Linked DNA regions of Ovis aries: region 1 is linked to region 2. Evidence: chromatin contacts called from public Hi-C data. All regions are on one chromosome and are shown on one strand. The core of a region is the stretch at or near the end of the contact, and the rest is flanking DNA. Distances in the headings are between cores, read along the strand shown.

Region 1 (2,700 bases), core at 126-2,625, 41 kb after region 2:
GTCACCGAGATGTGGCCTGCATTAGATATGAAGTCAGGTTACCAAAGCCCCAGCTCATGTTCCAGGATCCACCCAGAATGTCAACTGAGCCCTCTATGACTCCTAAAGACATCCCGTGTCTTAGAAAAGCGCTTTGCTATTTCATTTTTCTAAACTACATTAGAGGTAAAACTGCATTTTTAAAATGACCAGGATCTTATTTCATTAAGTCAAACTAGACAATCAATTTATAGTCACAAAGTGAGGATTCAGTGTATGTAACCGCCTCTAAAGTTTTTGGGTAAAGACAAGTGTTTCATTGTCAACTTATTAATTATATCACTGTACACATTGAGTTCATTGATGAGAATCAATTTTTACCACATAACTAATCTAGTTACCAAACTGGTAGTCACCCTAAGATTTAGGTCACTGATTTCCTTGTACTGGTGACTTTCTACCTCCTTCAGAGCCTTACCTAATCCATTTCTCCCCATCTCTTGTAATCAGGAGAGCCTTATGCATCCATGTTCCTGCCCAAGGTGGGCAAAGTGTTATCTACTAGACATGTTACATATCAGCCAAGGAAGTGGTCTTACACATGCTAAGAAAAGGGTGTGTGTGCCTCCTTCCTACCAGGCTCCTCCGTCCATGGGATCTTCCAGGCAAGAGTACTGGAGTGGGTTGCCATTGCCTTCTTCTTATGCTATCATATCTTAAAGTAATTATTTTCTTTACTAGGGTGTAAACTCTGGCTGCGCTCTCATTCCCTGACCCCAGAATCAACACGCATTTATTTCACAATATTTGTCCAGGACTTTAACACTGAAACAGGAGGTACACCCATGAGCAATGCTGATTGCTCCTGGTGGGGCCCCGGCCAAAACATGTCAAATGGGTACCTGTCCATTCCAGTAGAATAATGCAGGGAAAGAGAAGCATGCCTTCAAGGTAAAGGAACACACAGTACCATGTTGCTTTGAAGTCTCAGTAATTTTGTCCACAAGCATGTCATCAGTGCTACTTGTGCAAAAAGATGAGGCTTTTGAGCTGGAGGGCAATTTTAAAAGACAATACTTGTTTCCAAACGGGGCCAAGAGTTCACAGCTGCTTTTTCGAAATCTCAACATATACTTTCATCTTGAGACCATTATGCACAAAGGTTTTGGGAATTGTTAAGGGAATATAAGCAGACAGATATGCGTGAATCAAGAGATCCTATTTTGCACTGAAAATCAGAAAATGTTACTGCTGCATACACTAGAATCTTAAGCAGGCACACTGATCACAGGACATCGCTAACACAAGCAGATGGTAGTGTCTCGATACTGCGAGCGTTGAGCCCAGGGCAGTATGGAAAGAGGTAAGGAGTGGGCTAAGCATATGGAGGACACCGCCCTCTACTGGCAAAGGGTGAGAGCGGCAGTCAAGATAACATTTTTCTCTATGTAGTCACTACCCTAGAACACAATCAAAGATGAAAGAAAGGAAAGCGTTTCACATAAGCTGAAGCTTCCTGTCTAGGGACCACAGGGATTTTCAAGTAAATTTAAGCATTTAGTGAGAAATTTTCATATTTCATTGAAAAGAAAATTTCCCATTAAATCTCTGATGTAACACTGCTCGAGTATCACCTTTACTTAGTGATGCTGCTGCCAAGTCGCTTCAGCTGTGTCCGACTCTGTGCGACCCCACCGACGGCAGCCCACCAGGCTCCCCTGTCCCTGCGATTCTCCAGGCAAGAACACTGGAGTGGCTTGCCATTTCCTTTTCCAAGGCATGAAAGTGAAAAGTGAAAGTGAAGCTGCTCAGTCGTGTCCGACTCATAGCAATCCCATGGACTATAGACTATCAGGCTCCTCCATCCATGGGATTTTCCAGGCAAGAGTACTGGAGTGGGGTGCCATCGCCTTCTCCAGTGATGCTGAGGAATATATTAAAAAGTTTATCATCAGTACAAAGGAGCTGGTTTTAGAACCAACAGCTGTGACAGTTTAAAGAATGACCTGATCCGAAGCCTTGTCACATACTAGCCACATTAAATCACATTCTACCTGAAGCAATTTATTTTCTACAAAATTGGAGGAACATCTGAGCAATCTCAGTTGTTGGGAAGACTGAAAGGGGTACTACGTAAATAGAAATGCTTCATAGGCAGAAACCAATAGGGTACTGTTAAGTGATTATCCTTCTATCAAAAATAAATTTTTAAAAATGCTCAGTTTTTTACATGAGCTGCAACGTTAAATTACTGTAGAGTAATGCTCAGATAGGAGTCGAGGGAGGGAGGGAGTTCCAAACGTGTCTCACCAAATATAAAGTACACCTCTGGTGTTTGTTGCCCTGATGGCCTTTGAAGTCCTGTAAACCAGACTATTTCTTCAGCACTGTGCTCAAGCAAAAATCTGATGTTAATCATAAAACAGCGACAGGAGGAAAAGTGGCTGGTCAACATTCTTAGGAAGTAAACTTTGGCTTGAAACAGACAACTCTATAAAAAATAAATGCCAAGTTAGCTAGTCACTAAAGGGTAACAGCATGCAAAAAGCACTTAATGTCAAAGCCAAGGTGAGTTTGTATGTGAATTACGTTTGGATGACAAGGCCCGAATGTCAATCAGGGGAAAGGTTGAAAAGGATAAAATCTCTAATACCTACAGTATCTTGTACTATATTCTCCATCAAAGAGGTAACAATAGTTAACTGTAAACTGCAAGATAGT
Region 2 (2,700 bases), core at 146-2,645:
GCACTCCTCCTGGGTGCCCAGGTAGGGCGCCAGGGCGCTGGCGTCCCAGTCGATGGCAGGCAGGAGGTAGCCCAGGCAGCCCCCGAGGCCGATCATGAAGGCGTAGACGGAGAAGGCCTGGCGACAGTGGTCCGGGTCCCGGAAGAGGTCGGAGAGCAGGGCCTCCAGGGGCGTGAAGCACAGCTGGCCGCAGAAGGCCAGCAGCCCCACGCCCAGGATCAGCAGCGCCAGCTCCAGCGGCCTGGTGTCCGGGCACAGCAGCCCCGCCAGCCGGCTGGCCCTCGGGATGAGGAAGAGGCTCAGCAGAACGCCCAGGGACAGGGCCCAGATGAAGGGCCTCCGGCGGCCGTAGCGCCCGCGCCAGTGGTCACTGGCTGAGCCAAGCAGCGGGACCGAGACCAGACCCAGCACCGGACCGATGCCTGCAAGAAGCGCGAGGAGTGTGAGCAAAAGGCCAGGGCTTGGAAGGGGCGGGGGCCGGGGACCGACCTCCTCGAGGAGGAGGGACGTGGTGACACCGCACGCAGGGCCCGCGCCACACTGGTGCTGTGCTGACCACTTCACTGGACTCCGACACCCTCCTCACAGCTGGGATCACTAACACCCCATGCTATGACGAGGAAACTGAGGCATGAAGCAGCCGGTCAGTGATAAGTTGCACAGGCACGAAGCCAGGGAGGGCGGCAGGCAGGGTTTCAACAGGCAGGCTGACCCCGACCCTGCCATCCCAACAGACCCCTCTTCCTGGGAGTGAAGGAAGTGACCGTTTGCCAAACGATGGTGCCCATTTGCCTTCTGTGGCTTTTGCAGAATTCGTCTCCAGTCAGGAGCCCAGCCCCTGCCCTGAGGGCCAGAAAGAGCCCTTGCTGGTTGTTGGGGGGAACCCCAACCCAATTTATCCGTAGCTAAGTTAGCAGTACAGCCGGGCTAAGTCTCCTAACCTCTCATTAGCCTCCACTGTCTTCTCTGTGAAATGGGTAACCTCAAAGCGTTACTGCAGGAGTTGGATGAGGCCACAGGTTTGAATTGCAAAGGGCAGTTTCTCCGCGTCTCGGGGGGCCGTATGTGTGTAGGGGCCTGGGACACAGAGGTAACCAGGGAACAGCCCTGTCCTCCTCTTTCTCTCAGAGCCCCTTGGTGCGGGGTCAGCCCTCTGCTCAGCAGCGCTGACCCCCTGGCTCAGGGGCAGCAGGCACCTGCTGGGTAGAGACACTGGTGTCTTCCTTCCCCGGGAGGCCTGTCTCTGGAGCAGGAGGGGCTGAGGACGCGGTGACTCACCCAGCACCATAGTCATGAACTTCTCCTCCACCCCCACTTCCAGCAGCAGGGGTGGCACGTAGGTGATCCCCGCTGCCAGGCACACCTCCAGGCCGAAGGTCAGCAGGTTGACCAGCAGGAGCTGGGCCTTCCGATGCCGCAGCAGGCGGCTTGCCCACAGCCTCTGGACCATGCTGGACCGGGCAGGTGGGGCTCCGGCCCGCTCACGCGCTCCAGAGCTCTGTCTCCGCCTTGCTGGGGACACCAAGGGCTCTCCTCCTGGCTGCCACCGACTGCCGAGGACTCAGCCAGAAGCCCACTCCTGCGGGCCCTCTGCACAGGTCTGGTTTCTCAGCCATGCTAACTGCCTGTCATCGCGGGGGCCTCGGCAGGGGCAGATGCCAACACTCAGATCCTAAAAGGGCAGGGACAGCCAGACACAGAGCATTAAGTTCCGGGAACCCAAGCTCTAGGATTCGCTCTGAGCTCTGAATCTGGCTCACTCCCGGGCTGATGGCGTGGCCCTGCCACCCAGCAGCCACCCCCTACTGTGCAGGCAGGAAGTGCATGTTCATATTAGCCTAAGGTTGACCTAATTAATAAGGTAAATATGATTTTTAAACCTCAGTACACTCCAGGGACTACTAGATGTTAGTAATTCTGTTTTGAAATATCTTTGCAACTTCCCTTGTTTCCTAGTATTGAAGGGAGGGGGAAAAATAGTGAAACCAGCTGGATTCCCAGTTCCCCAGGCACTGTCATCAAGGTGCCCCTGGAGACCCTCTGCGAGGCCCGGTTTGTTTTTCTCTCTCCACTTCCCAAAGCAGGGCTGTTCAATTCCCCTTTGTTAAGAGTCACACTTCCTATTTCACATTGCCTGGCCACAAGCCAAGCTGCACCAAACTACCACCCCAAGGAGGAGGACAAGGGGAAGAGAAAAGGCTGTGGTTTCTCGGGTTGGGTGTGAGCCTGTCATTGAAACCATTTGAAAAGCACTGGAAGAACCTCGGCCTGAAAACCCCTCTTCAGTTTCTCTCCATGCTCGGTGGCCACGGGGAAGAAGCACTCCCATGTGAGCTGCCCGACTATCAGGGGACAGGGGGGCTGCTCCCACGTCCCAGCCTCACCACCTGGCAGCCACTGTGATGACGCCAGTGACCCTGGGGCGGCTCCCCTCTTGGCCCAGAAATCCCTGCAGCCCTTCCCACTGGGCCTTCTGCTCTGAGATCCCAGCAGGGAAGCACCCAGGCTGGTCCCCAGCCCCTCGGGCAGTGGGCCTCTAGGTCTTGCTTCCTGACCACAGCACCCCCTGCAGTCCATTCTGTTTACAAGCGACCACAGACGAGGGAAAGCCGAGTCAGCTGCACAGAGAAGGCAGAGAGGGGAGCCCTGGCCCCCTAACCTGTCATCATCCCGTGGTGGTAGACGGGGGACAGAGAGCCT

The links. A called contact is a pair of places that touch in the nucleus more often than the background predicts.
Region 1: a contact with region 2 is called in a Hi-C map of liver, with 4 times the contacts expected there. The contact joins two enhancer-like sites. A contact is called at or near these places in 5 of 16 Hi-C or Micro-C datasets (blood, hypothalamus, liver and 2 more).

What each region holds. Positions count from the first base shown.
Region 1 is chr12:3,317,061-3,319,760 of ARS-UI_Ramb_v3.0, forward strand. No RefSeq gene overlaps it. Among named protein-coding and RNA genes, the nearest start is that of SLC45A3, 28 kb to the left of the region's middle. Within about 2 kb of position 1,376, at least 13 of the 54 cell types and tissues checked have an H3K27ac peak or open chromatin away from gene starts, as enhancers often do. A contact at or near this core is called in liver, where this site is marked.
Region 2 is chr12:3,276,431-3,279,130 of ARS-UI_Ramb_v3.0, forward strand. SLC45A3 (solute carrier family 45 member 3) reads right to left here. Exons shown (of 6, transcript XM_027976217.2): 3 at 1,279-1,672; 4 at 1-422. The coding sequence starts at 1,450. Among named protein-coding and RNA genes, the nearest start is that of SLC45A3, 13 kb to the right of the region's middle. Within about 2 kb of position 1,396, at least 5 of the 54 cell types and tissues checked have an H3K27ac peak or open chromatin away from gene starts, as enhancers often do. A contact at or near this core is called in liver, where this site is marked.